Linked DNA regions of Sus scrofa: regions 1 and 2 are each linked to region 3. The links are chromatin contacts, called in public HiChIP or PLAC-seq and promoter capture Hi-C maps. All regions are on one chromosome and are shown on one strand. Each heading gives the region's core, a stretch centred on a gene start, on an enhancer-like site or on the middle of the called end of the contact. The rest is flanking DNA. Distances are from core to core; before and after follow the strand shown.

Evidence for each region. Promoter capture Hi-C pulls out the DNA fragments that hold promoters and counts their contacts. HiChIP or PLAC-seq counts read pairs in DNA pulled down with a chosen protein or histone mark.
Region 1: a contact with region 3 is called in a promoter capture Hi-C map of fetal liver, with 4 times the contacts expected there. The contact joins the promoter of GPCPD1 here to the enhancer-like site in region 3. A contact is called at or near these places in 1 of 5 promoter capture datasets (fetal liver), 10 of 47 Hi-C or Micro-C datasets (alveolar macrophages, blood, embryonic fibroblasts and 5 more) and 2 of 2 datasets of contacts at active chromatin or transcription factors (alveolar macrophages and skeletal muscle).
Region 2: a contact with region 3 is called in an H3K27ac HiChIP or PLAC-seq map of alveolar macrophages. The contact joins two enhancer-like sites. A contact is called at or near these places in 3 of 47 Hi-C or Micro-C datasets (adipose tissue, epiblast stem cells and spleen) and 2 of 2 datasets of contacts at active chromatin or transcription factors (alveolar macrophages and skeletal muscle).

The regions. Positions count from the first base shown.
Region 1 is chr17:14,473,679-14,478,160 of Sscrofa11.1, forward strand. It overlaps GPCPD1 (glycerophosphocholine phosphodiesterase GPCPD1), which reads right to left and starts at 2,545. Exons shown (of 20, transcript XM_021078049.1): 1 at 2,346-2,545.
Region 2 is chr17:14,410,691-14,414,634 of Sscrofa11.1, forward strand. No RefSeq gene overlaps it. Among named protein-coding and RNA genes, the nearest start is that of GPCPD1, 64 kb to the right of the region's middle. Within about 2 kb of position 2,086, at least 1 of the 83 cell types and tissues checked has an H3K27ac peak or open chromatin away from gene starts, as enhancers often do. A contact at or near this core is called in alveolar macrophages, where this site is marked.
Region 3 is chr17:14,634,028-14,638,103 of Sscrofa11.1, forward strand. The region is part of intron 2 of C17H20orf196; the gene reads left to right. Among named protein-coding and RNA genes, the nearest start is that of C17H20orf196, 25 kb to the left of the region's middle. Within about 2 kb of position 1,659, at least 12 of the 83 cell types and tissues checked have an H3K27ac peak or open chromatin away from gene starts, as enhancers often do. A contact at or near this core is called in alveolar macrophages and fetal liver, where this site is marked.

The sequences.
Region 1 (4,482 bases), core at 1,295-3,794, 160 kb before region 3:
AAAAAAAAAAAAAAAAAAAAAAAAAAATCTCAACTTGGACGGGGGCGGGGGGGGGGAAGGGGCGGCGGAGGGGGGGAGTCTTCTATATACACATAAACAAGAAATAAGACGAAAAATGCTAGCCATTTTTACAGACATAAGCTGTCTACATATGTAATTTAACCATTCACCTCTAACCTCACATGTAAACTATGCTTCCTGAGACAGGTTTTTGTGGGGGGGGTTTTGGGTCTCTTTTTGTCATTTAGGGCCGCACCCGCCACAACAGATCCTTAACCCACTGAGCAAGGCCAGGGATCAAACCTGCGTCCTCCTGGATGCTAGTCAGGTTGGTTAGCTGCTGACTACCGCTGAGCCTTGACAGCAACTCCTGGATTTGTTTTTAAACATAACCTCCATTTTGTACTTTTTCAAGGTAATCTTTCAACAACACTCATACCTGAGACTTTGAGTAGCATTTAATACTACTTTAACACTTTTCTAAAAGACTCGAGTAACTGGCAAAATGACAATGTTAATTCACATTTTTAAAATATTTCAGGGTTTACACTACCCGACAAAATAAGTTTCACTCTATTCTTTTTGTCAAATAAACCATCCTGACACATTCCTTCACTGGTTTGCTGGCCTGGGGAACAAGAAGGAGATTTAAGCAACAAAGGTACATGGTTAGTTCAGAGTTAAACTGAAGTCACAGATATTTTGATCTAAAACGTGTTTTTTTTTTTTTTTCTTCTGGTCAAAATCCCCCACATTTGTTTTCCTTCATATTTTTTTTAAAAGGAAAAAGTTGCTTCCAGTTCCCCTTGTGCTTTCCTAGGCTCCAACAGTTCTGATTCTCATAACTGGCTATAGAAAAATACATGAAATGCTTACATTTTCCTGAGTTAGTTTCTGTGCATCCTGGTTGGATGCTCATTATGATCTGACTATTCTGACCCCAGTATACGTTGGGCTAATCTTTTAGTCAAATGCATGCATACATGAGAATGGATTTTTATTAAGAAAGCAGTTCTAGAGATTTCATTAAGCCAGTTTAATTCTTTGATCACTTTCGTAAACAATACCATAAAACTTAGCCCATTTTTTTTCCTTTTCATTTTATCTTGATATTACTTTCTTATGTATTTCACATGCTTTTCCTGGTTAAGTTATACACAAAGTTTTGACTCATCAGCTTACGTTTTGAACATATCAAATTTTACTTACTCTGCTACTGAGATTTCTTTTGTGGTCATTTCTGAGTCCAACTTTTCTAAGTCTTACTGGTCTAGAACATTGGTTCTCCCTGGTTAAGCCCAGAACCATCTGAGCCATTTGCAGTTTTACCTGTTTATCTTGTGTTATTTGTATCTAGAATGTTACCAGTTGGAAAAGGACTGATAGCTTGTATTTGTTTCTTAGCTAAGTCTTAACTGTCAGAAATGTAACAAGAAGGAGTAAGGTGAAAGGTTAATGAATAGGAACTGCACAGAAATAGGAAGGGCTGAAAAAGAGTATGAAAAAAACATCAAGTCCAAACATCCTGCTTGGTTCTATCAGTTCCTCTAAGTGTTACATCAGACTAGACAGCTGGCTCAAGGTGAAAGATTTCTTTACAATTCGAGACTAAATTCATGACCGATTTCCTTTGGAAACGAACAGTTGGGTAAAAGGGGGCTGATGAAGCATCGAAACGTTGGAGGCTTTTTTCCAGAAGTCATCAGGGTCATTTAAAGAGCTTTGGAAAAAGTAGAGCTTTAGGAGAAGGGGCAGCTGTCTTAAAATTATTTCAAGGGCACTGATGTCTATTCCTGGAACCTTTTCCTAAGAGAGTAAGGCATTTCGGTTTCTTGGAATGACTGAATTACACAAGCATGCCCAAGACTAAGCAATTTCAGAAAATAAGCAGTTGTCAAAACACTATGAATTACTTAGCGATAAAACCTGAGAGTGGTGGTGGGCGAAGGGTATGCTGCTAGGGGTACACAGACGACTTCAGCTGCATTTATGTTCCTTCGTTCCTTAACTTGCTTTTTGGAACACTCGTGGTTGTGGTAGTCCTATGGTCTATGCATTCTGGTATTTTGAAAACACTACAAAATTTTTGGAGGGTAACTAAGCACCCGGCAGCTCCGCGGAATCGTGACAACAAACGATAAATACAGTAAATATGCGTTACCCACAGACCTACGAGAGCCAACGTCCAGGCCGCGGTCTCCACGGCGGGCAGATCCCGTTCGGGCTGGGGGACCCTCCCCACGCCTCGCCCCACCGCGTCCCCTCGCCGGGTCGCCCTGACAGCTCGGCTGCCACGTGAGCAGCAGCCGTGGCCCCCGCGTCGAGCGCCCGGCCTCCCGCCTCACCTGCCCCGTCCACTGGTCCGCGCCTCCACCGCAGCGCCAGACAGCAGTGCCGCGGGCCGAGGTGCCGGGTACCCGCCGTGCGCACCTCGCCAGCTCTCTCCGAGTCGGACCGCTGCGGCGCCCAGCGGCAGGAAGCGGCTCCGCTCAAACCGGTTTCAGCTGCTCCAGACCAAACCGCCAGGCCATCCCGCGGGGCGGGGCTGGAGGGCTGGCGGGCGGGGCCTGACGTCACGCCCGGCGCCGTCCGAACCAATAGGCGCCCGCGCGTGAGGGGCGGGCCGCGCGAGTTCCTGGAAAGGGCCCGCATCGTCAATCGGTGGTGGCCGGGCATCCCCGGGGTCCCCGGCGTCTGCCTTTTCCGTTGGCTGGAATCCGCCGCGGGTGGCGGCGCCGAGCAGGCCTGGCTTGGGTTCATAGATGCCTATCTTGGAACTCTTAAGTATTAAGACAACCTAGACTAGGACGTGGAGCTGCAATTATAAATTGCATTTTTCCTCATCGGAAAGCGAGAGAAATGAGCAGGCCTGACCTCAGGAACTTTTCCTCCGTTCCAAATTAACAAGCACACTTGGGTCAGATCTTTAGGGTTAAGAAGGAGAATTAAGTGACCTAAGATGGTTGAGCGTTTACAACATTCGCTGCGAAAGCTTGATATTCCAAGCCAGCAGTATCACCTGGGAGCGATCAGAATTGCTCTATTGGGATCCTCTGCCTATTCGAATTGCGTTTAACAAGATCCCCAGATTATTTGTATGTAAATTAAAGTTTGAAGGAAATTTTATGGAAGCTGGAAAAAGTAGCAAAAAATTGTAGTTTAATTTCTGGGGGAAAAAATGAGCTATATTAAGAAAAAAAAAAAAAAAAGCGAGGAGTTCCCATAGTGGCACAGCGGAAACGAATCCGACTAGGAACCATGAGGTTTCGGGTTCCAACCCTGGCCTCGCTCAGTGGGTTAAGGAACCGGGTTGCCCTGAGCTGTGGTGTAGGTTGCAGACGGGGCTGGAATCTGGGGGTTGCTATTGCTCTGGTAAGGCCAGCAGCTGTAGCTCTGATTAGACCCCTAGCATGGGAACTTCCATGTGCCAGGCGTGGGGCCCTAAAAAGACAAGAAAAAAAAGTGAAGTTTTTTTTTCTCTTTTGATGGTCCCAGAAAAATGAGTTAATCAGCATTTGCCACTCACCCAACTTAACATTTTCCAGCATCAAGGTTAACCACTGATTAATTCCTGAAAGAAAATTTTATCAGGTTTTATTTAATCATTTAAATCAAGTGTGATACCGAAAATTTACAAAGAACCGTCTTGGAGTTCCCACTGTGGCATAAGGGGATCAGGGATTTGGGGAGTGCTGGGGTGTGGATTTGACCCCTAGTTGGACACAGTGGGTTAAGGATACGGCATTGCTGAGCTGCAGCTTAAGTCACAACTATGGCACGGATCTGATCCCTGGCTGGGGAACTCCATGTGCTGCAGGGAAGCAAAAAAAAAAAAAACCCAAAAAACAAAACAATAATAATAAAATTGGAGTTCCTGTTGTGGTGCAGTGGTTAAAAAATCCGACTAGGAACCATGAGGTTGCAGGTTCAGTCCCTTGCCTTGCTCAGTGGGTTAAGGATCTGGCGTTGCCGTGAGCTGTGGTGTAGGTTGCAGACGCGGCTCGGATCCCGAGTTGCTGTGGCTCTGGCCTAGGCCGGTGGCTACAGCTCCGATTAGACCCCTAGCCTGGGAACCTCCATATACTGCGGGAGCGGCCCCAGAAAAGGCAAAAAAGACCAAAAAAAAATAAATAAATGAAATTAATAAAAATATAAATAAATAGGAGCTCCCATCATAGCACAGCAGAAACTAATCCAACTAGGAACCATGAGGTTGCAGGTTCAATCCCTGGCCTTGCTCAGTGGGTTAAGGGTCTGGCATTGTGGTAAGCTGTGGTGCAGGTCGCAGACATGGCTGGGATCTGGTGTTGCTCTGGTGTAGGCCGGCAGCTACAGCTCCAATTAGACCCCTAGCCTAGGAACCTCCATGTGCCACAGGTGCGGCCCTAAAAAAAACCAAAAAAACAAAATATATATATGTGTGTGTGTGTGTGTGTGTATATATGTGTGTGCATGTATATATATATATGTATATGTATCTAT
Region 2 (3,944 bases), core at 836-3,335, 220 kb before region 3:
TTACTACTGAGTAGCTCGTTACGTGGAATGTGTCACAGATTGTTTAACCATTCACCTATTAAGGAACATTTTAGTTGTTTCCAGTTTGGGGCTATTACAAATAAAGCTGCTATAAATAGTTGTGTAAAAGTTTCTGTATGGATATGAGTTTTCATATCTCTAGCATAAAAGATCAGAAGTGCGTTGCTGGGCCATATCTTAAGTATATGCTTAGTTTTTTTTTTTGTTTGTTTTTTGTTTTTGTCTTTTTGCCTTTTCCAGGGCCACTCCCACGACATATGGAGGTTCCCAGGCTAGGGGTCTAATTGGAGCTGTAGCTGCCAGCCACAGCCACAGCAATGCCAGATCCAAGCCACGTCTGCAACTGCCGGATCGTCAGCCCACTGAGCAAGGCCAGGGATCAAACCCACAACCTCATGTTCCTAGTCAGATTTGTTAACCACTGCGCCACAACAGGAACTCCAGTATACGCTTAGCTCTAAAGACACTGTCAAACAATGTTCTAGAGTGGACTACCATTTGACATTGCCACCAGTATGAGAAATGCACTTTCTCCACATACTCACCAGCATTTGGTATTGCACTATTTTGTATTGTAGCTATTCTAATAGGTATATAGTGACAGCTCATTTTACTTTGCCTTTCCTTCATGGTTAGTGAGGTTGAATAAATTTTCAGGTCTATTTGACACCTGTATATTCTTTTCAGTGTAATGTCTCTTCATATATTGGCACCTAAATATTTTCCTTTTTTTAAGCAATTATAAATGGTAATATATTTTTAATTTTGGTGTCCACACGTACATTTTTAGTATACAGAAATAGTTGGTTTTCGTATGTTGATTTTTAAAAAGTTTTTGTTTTATTTTTGTATGTTGATCCTGTGACCATGCTGAACTTAGTTCTAGTAGTTTGTTTATAGATTCCTTGGGATTTGGGGGATTTTTTTTATGCAGACTATCATGTCATCTGCAAATAGGAACAGTTTTATTTCTATCTTTTCTACCCTGTATGCCTTTCCTTTCTTTTCTCCTTTATTCATCTGTTGCACTGGTTGGTACTTCAGTACTGTGTTGAATAGCATTGGGTGGTGGGTATCGTTGTTCTGTTTGGGGGAAAGCATTCAATCTTAGTATGATTTCAGCTGTAGGTTATTTTTAGGGCCACACCCACAACATACGGAAGTTCCCAGGCTAGGGGTCAAATCGGAGCTACAGCTGCCAGCCTACACCACAGCCGCAGCAACAGTAACGTGGGATTGGAGCTGCATCTGTGATCTACACCAGAGCTCACAGCAATGCAGGATCCTTAACCCACTGAGCGAGGTCAAGGATCAAACCTGCATCCTTATGGATACTAGTTGGGTTCATAACCCACTGAGCCACAATGGGAACTCCAATTTTTTGGAGATAATCCTTGACCAGTTGGAAGAAGTCCCCCTCCATTCCTTTTCCTTTGAGAATTATTTTTTTATCATAAATTGGTACTGAATTCTGCCAAGTGCTTTTCACCTGCATCCATTGATATGCTTATGTCATTTTTCTAATTTACTCTACATGGTGAATTACATTGTTTGATTTTTCAAATATTATATCCATTTTGCCTCCCTAAAATCCCACTTGTGGTATATAATTCTTTCTATACATTCCTGAATTTTATCTGCTAACGTTTTAAAAGAATTTTTGCAGCTATATTATAAGGAACATTGGTCCATAGTGTTTTTTCTTTTCTTGTTTTCTGTTTTAAAAATTATGGTTTTTTGGTAGTCTCTTCATTTGGTTTTGGTATCAGGGAAATAACTAGCTTCCAAGAGTGAGGGGTGAAGGGTTCCATTCTCTTCTATTTTCTTTCTTTTTTCTTTTCTTTTCTTTTTTTTTTTTTTTTGTCTTTTGTCTTTTTAAGGCCACACCCACAGCTTATGGAGATTCCCAGGCTAGAGATCGCATTGGAGCTGTAGCTGTTGGCCTACACCACAACCATAGCAACTCTGGATCCGAGCCGTGTCTTTGACCTACACCACAGCTCAGGGCAACACCGGATCCTTATCCCACTGAGCAAGGCCAGGGATCAAACCCACATCCTCGTGGATACTAGTCGGGTTGGATAACCACTGAGCCATGACGAGAACTTCCTCTTCTATTTTTAGAAGAGATTTTATAGAGGTCATTCTAATTCTTCCCTAAACATTTGCTAGGACTCTCCATTGGAAACATCTAAGCCTGGAAATTTCTTTTGCAGGTTTTAAAATTTAATTTCCTTAATAGCTATAGGGCTATTCAATATATTTGTTTCATTTGGGGTGACTTATGATAGTTTGTGTCTTTCAAGAAATTGGCCCATGGACTTCCCGTGTGGCTCACAGCATAATTACTCGGCGTTGCTTCGACAGTGGCTGTGGTTGACCCCTGGCTCGGGAACTTCCATATGCTGCAGTTGCAGCCACTTGTTTAAGAAAAGAAAAGAAAGAATGAGAAATTGGCCCATTTCATCTAAGTTACCATTTTTATGTGAAGAGTTTTTCATAGTATTGCCTGAGTATCCTTTTGATGTCTGTCTACAGGACTTAATTTATTCCTGATATTAATAATTTGTCTTTTTTTGTCAGTCTTGCTAAAGATCTGTCAGTGTTATTGCTGATAAAAGCTTTTTTATTTCATTGATTTTTCTCTATTATTTTCCTGTTTTGAAATATACTCATTTATATTCTTATCTTTATCGTGTCCTTCTTTCTGCTTACTTAAGTTTTGTTTTGATCTCCTCTTTCTAGTTTCTTGAGATGGGACTTTAGGTTATTGATTTGAGACTTTTCCTCTTCTCTAACAAATGCATTTAGGAGCTATGAATTTCCTTCTTAACCCTGCTTTAGTTGTATCCCACACATTTTGAAATGTCAGCTAGATCTTCTTGGTTGATAGTGTTGTTGAGTTCTTCATATGCTTGCTCTTTTCTGTTTAGTTGTTCTATCAATTTGGGGGAGGATAGTGTAGTCTCCAACTATAATTCTATGTCTATTTCTTCTTTCAGGTCTACCAGTTTTGGTTTTTTTTTTTTTTTTTCTTTTGGACTTTTTAGGGCTGCACCTGCAGCACATGCAGCTTCCCAGGCTAGGGGTTGAATCGGAGCAACAGCTGCTGGCCTATGCCACAGCCAGACATGCCAGATTGACAGATTTGAGCCGCGTCTGCAACTTACACCACAGCTCACACAGCAACGCCGGATCCTTAACCCACTGAGCAAGGCCAGGGATCCAACCCACATCCCCATGGCTACTAGTCGGATTTGTTACCACTGACCCACGGTGAGAACTCCATACAATTGCATTTTTGTCTGTAGTGTTTTGCATGTATTTCCTTGTATAGCTTTTTGAGTGGTTACTCAACTTATTACCTTATATATATATATAACTTATCAAAGTCTACTGGCACCATGATTTTACCAATTTGAGTACAGAAACATATCCCTTCATCAACTTTTCCCGCAACTACTTAAAATTGTCCCAAATACTTCCCCTACATACACTGAGAACCACAGTGTTGTAATTTTTTGCTTCAAGCATCAAAAATGATTTCAGAAGACTTATAGGAGAAGGAAATTCTATTGCATTTGCCTGTATTTTTACTATTACCAACTTTTTTTTTTCCTTGCTGGTGAAACAACAATTCACATTACTATTTTCTGTTTAGAGACCTCCACTTTAGCTGTCCTTTAGGGTAGGTCTACTGGCAATAACTTCTCTTAGTTTTCTTTTTATCTGATATCTTGATTTCCCCCGCATTTCTGGAGAACATTACTTCTGCTGGATATAGACTTCTGGGTTGGCAGTACTTTTCTTTTTGCTTTTTAGGGCTGCACTCATGGTACATGGAAGTTCCCAGGCCAGGGGCTCAATCAGAGCCACAGCTGTCAGTCTACACCATAGCCACAGCAATTTGGGATCTGAGCCGC
Region 3 (4,076 bases), core at 409-2,908:
CTAGACCACCAGGGAATTCTACCCTACCCCCTCCTTTTTTTTTTTAACTTTTTCAACCACCCCACGACATATGGAAGTTCCCAGACCAGGCATAAGATTCCAAGCTAGAGCTGCGACCTACACCACAGCTGCAGCAACATCAGATCCTTAACCCACTTCACTGCAGCAGGAATTCCTATCTTTTCTTTTTTTAAATAAAAAAATGTAGTTCTGTGAGTTCCCATTGAGGCACAGTGGAAACAAATCCTACTGGTATCTATGAGGCTGTGGGTTTGATTCCTGGCCTCCTCGCTCAGTGGGTTGGGGATCTGGCATTGCCATGAGCTGTGGTATAGGTTGCAGACGCGGCTTGGATCTCAAGCTGCTGTGACTTTGGTGTAGGCTGGCAGCTGTAGCTCCGATTCAAGCCCTAGCCTGGGAACTTCAGTATGTTGCGAGTGTGCCTAAAAGGCAGAAAACAAAAAAACAAAACCCAAAGTGTACAGTTGGGTATTTTAGATTGCTAAGTTGCAGATAATGGTATATAGTCAGTACAGATGATAATAGTTTGAGACTAGACTATGATCAAGGCTGAGGAATGCTATTTGCTATCTGTGCCGTCTCATCATCTTCACTTTTGAGTTTCAAGGACACTTGTTATGGGAGAAAAGAGTTGTTTATTTCTGTGTACTCTGCCTGCAGTTAAAGTTTTTAAAAACAGGCAGTGTTCCTGTGAGAGCCGCAGCAACAGGCATTTATCTTTTCAGTCCAGGTATACTGGACCCATGTCTGGCCTGCTAGCTCTCATCAGGCGCTTCTCTGAGGGAACATCATTCATGCCTGGTTACTCAGCTGTGTGCTTCTTAAAATATGAGGAAACAACTTGGTGGTGTTCCTGCTGTGGCACCACAAGTTCCTTCCCTAGCCTGGCACAGTGGGTAAAGCTGTGGCATAGGCGGCTCAGATCTGATCCCTGGCCTGGGAACTCCATATGCCATGAAGCAGCCAAAAAAGAAAAAAGAGAGAAAGAAAAAACAATTTGGCGAAAACAGTCACTAGTGGCGTTCCTTGTCATATAATTGTAGAAGAAAGAAGACTGGTACAATGAAGGAAAGACAGGAAGAGGAGTGGTTTATCATTTATTGTACATTTGCATTACAGACACTGTGCTGTGCATTTTACAGGCATTGTTCTGAGTCTCACAACCACAAGAAGTAAACAGTATAGTCTTTCTGTTACCCACCCTCCAAATTGTGGAAAACCGAGACTCAAATCTGGGACACACTGACTTCAAGGCAGAACTTAAAAGAAATGCAAACAGCAAGGTTTGAGTCAGTGCTGAGTAGTAAATAATGAGCCTTGACTCTTTGTAGTTCCCTGTTGGGGAAAGTGCCTGAGGGCCTCTTTCTGCTAACTCAGAGTATCTTCAAACTAGTCGTAGCACCCTCTCAGGGTGGCCAGGACTCTGATTCATTGACTGGCTTTGGCTCACGGCCCCCTGAGCTCCCCCCTCAACCTCTCATCCCATTGCTGGAGAGGCTCTAACAACCTGCAGACTATTAGGAAAGAAGCCATTGCCTTTCCAGATAATTTTCTCACACAAAGCAGGATCCAACTTCTTCTTCTTCTCTTGCTGCTTTAAGGTTTGCACCCATAGCATGTGGAAGTTCCAGGCTAAGAGTTGAATCAGAGCTACAGCTGCCAGCCTAGACCACAGCCACAGCAACGCCAGATCTGAGCTGAGTCTGTGACCTACACCACAGCTCGCAGCAAAGCCAGATCCTTAACCTACTGAGCGAGGCCAGGGATTGAACCCTTGTCCTCATGGATACCAGTCGGATTTGTTACCTCTGAGCCACAGTGGGAACTCCAGGATCCAACTTCTTATGTTAAAACTAAAGAAAGGGCCTGTCTCCTTCTGAAGTGGCCCACACTTTGTCTCTCTCAATAAATCTACTTCTTACCTATCCAAACAAACAAACAAAAACACTGAAGGAAAGAAACTAAGTCGGGATTTTTAACTTTGCTGGACTGGATGGAACCCTCGATAACTCTTTCTGTCTATAAGAAACATTCTCATCTGGCCTCCAAACGCCTCTTATTCTTGGCTCTTGCCCTTTGAAGTTGTAAATCATGCTCTTTGTTTGCTGAGTGGCTGCCCTTTCATGACCCACAAGCTCCCTGGAGTTTTTCATGGAGCTGGGTTTTCTAACATCCTCAAAGTTACAAAAACTCAATTTATTGGAACGTAATTTTAAGGATGAGTGCTTTTTAGTTCATTGCTTGTCAGGGTTTTGTTTTGCTCTCTGCCTGGTCTAAGCACAGTACCTGCAGCTGCTGCCTCCTAAACGTAGACCCTAGAGTGGGGAATAAGGGCTCAGTGCCTGGCACACAGTACATGCTCAGTGAAGGCTGGTTGAATGAATACATGAACAACACATTTAAGTGAAATTTGATGAGATTTAAAAATAGATGTAGAGGAGTTCCTGTTGTGGGTCAGTGGTAGCGAACCCAACTAGTATCCATGAAGATGTGGGTTCGATCCCTGCTCTCCCCCCCCAGTGGATTAAAGATCCTGTGTTGCCACAAGCTGTGGTCTAGGTGGCAGACTCGGCTCGGGTCTGCTGTGGCTGTGGCTGTGGTGGAGGCTGGCAGCTGCAGATCTGATTCGACCCCTAGTCTGGGAACTTCCGTATGCCGTGGGTGCGGCCCTAAAAAGAAATTTTAAAAAATAGAGGTAGAGTATCACAGTACCTTGATCACCAGTTTATAACTCTACCATCAAATTTAAGCTGTGGTTGGTTGATTTTATGTGCTAACTATAGGACAGGGAAGTTTCCAAAGTGAATAGCATGCACTCTCACATAAACCCTGCAGATTTGCTCAAGTCTCACTTGAAAAGTGTTCAGACTAGCCCAAACTGGTCCCTATCCAAAGCCCCCAACTTTTTTCTTGAAAAGAAAACAGCAGAAAAATAAGTATCTGTGAGGAGGTATAATTTTCTAATTATCACTACATTTCCCCATCATGAAGAAAGTATGTTCTAAGCAAGGTTGTTTCCTCCATTTATTTTTTCAGCGAATTATACTCTCTAATTATAGTACATGAGATTACAGTGTCAAGGATACCTTTCAAGACTGCCTTTTAAAGCTATTTTCTTAAGGAAACTATTATCATATTTTATACCAATGTGAGTTTTTTCCTGCTTAAAAAAATACAGCCAAATATAAATTTAAGTACATTCTAAAAACAAACAAGGAAAGGGTTTTAGCCCCATTTCTTCACAATATATTCAGCAGCTATATGTCCAGAATTTTCTTTTACAAAGAACTTTTTGGAAAATATTAGGACATGTTAGGCACAGTATAGATAAAAAAGATGGGGAAGTTAGCCATGGGCCAATGCCATTTAGAAGTAGAGTTTAGGGTAAATTGGGTAAAATAATATCTCATGTGTTTAGCCAGTGATTAGCAGCTTAAGCTGCTGCTCTGGCTCTGGAGACTAGAGATGTGCCTGACAGGCTCTTGCTATGGAGCATGAGTATACTGCCCTCTAGTGGCTAATTTTTTCTTGTTCCTGAGCCTTAGAAAAAGAATCTAAATGTGCCAGATTTGTTAATCCATTGTAATTCATTCTTTGAAGAGACTTTTGCACCTTTAAATTTAATGCTGTTAGAGATTATTTTATTCATTTGAAATCTGAGAATCTAACTTAACACCATAAATGTTAGGTCTATTTACTATACCCATTGTTATATAATTTGAGGGCATCTTTTCGCTTGCTTGATTGATCGCAGGCTAGAATATAAGTATAAGGAATACAATCTGATTTTTTTTCACATTTGCCAAGTAAAAGTTGTGCTTTTTCTGAAAAGATAAGAACAAAGAATTTAAATATGCCTTATTTGATGAAATTATACTCACATTAAAAGGTATGAGATTTTAAAAATCTTTCATGGAGTTCCATTCAGGGCTCAGTGGTTAACTACCCTGACTAGGATCCTTGAGGATGCCAGTTCGATCCCTGGCCTCACTCAGTGGGTCAAGGATCCAGTTTTGCCGTGAGCTATGGTATAGGTCGCAGGCTCAGCTCGGATC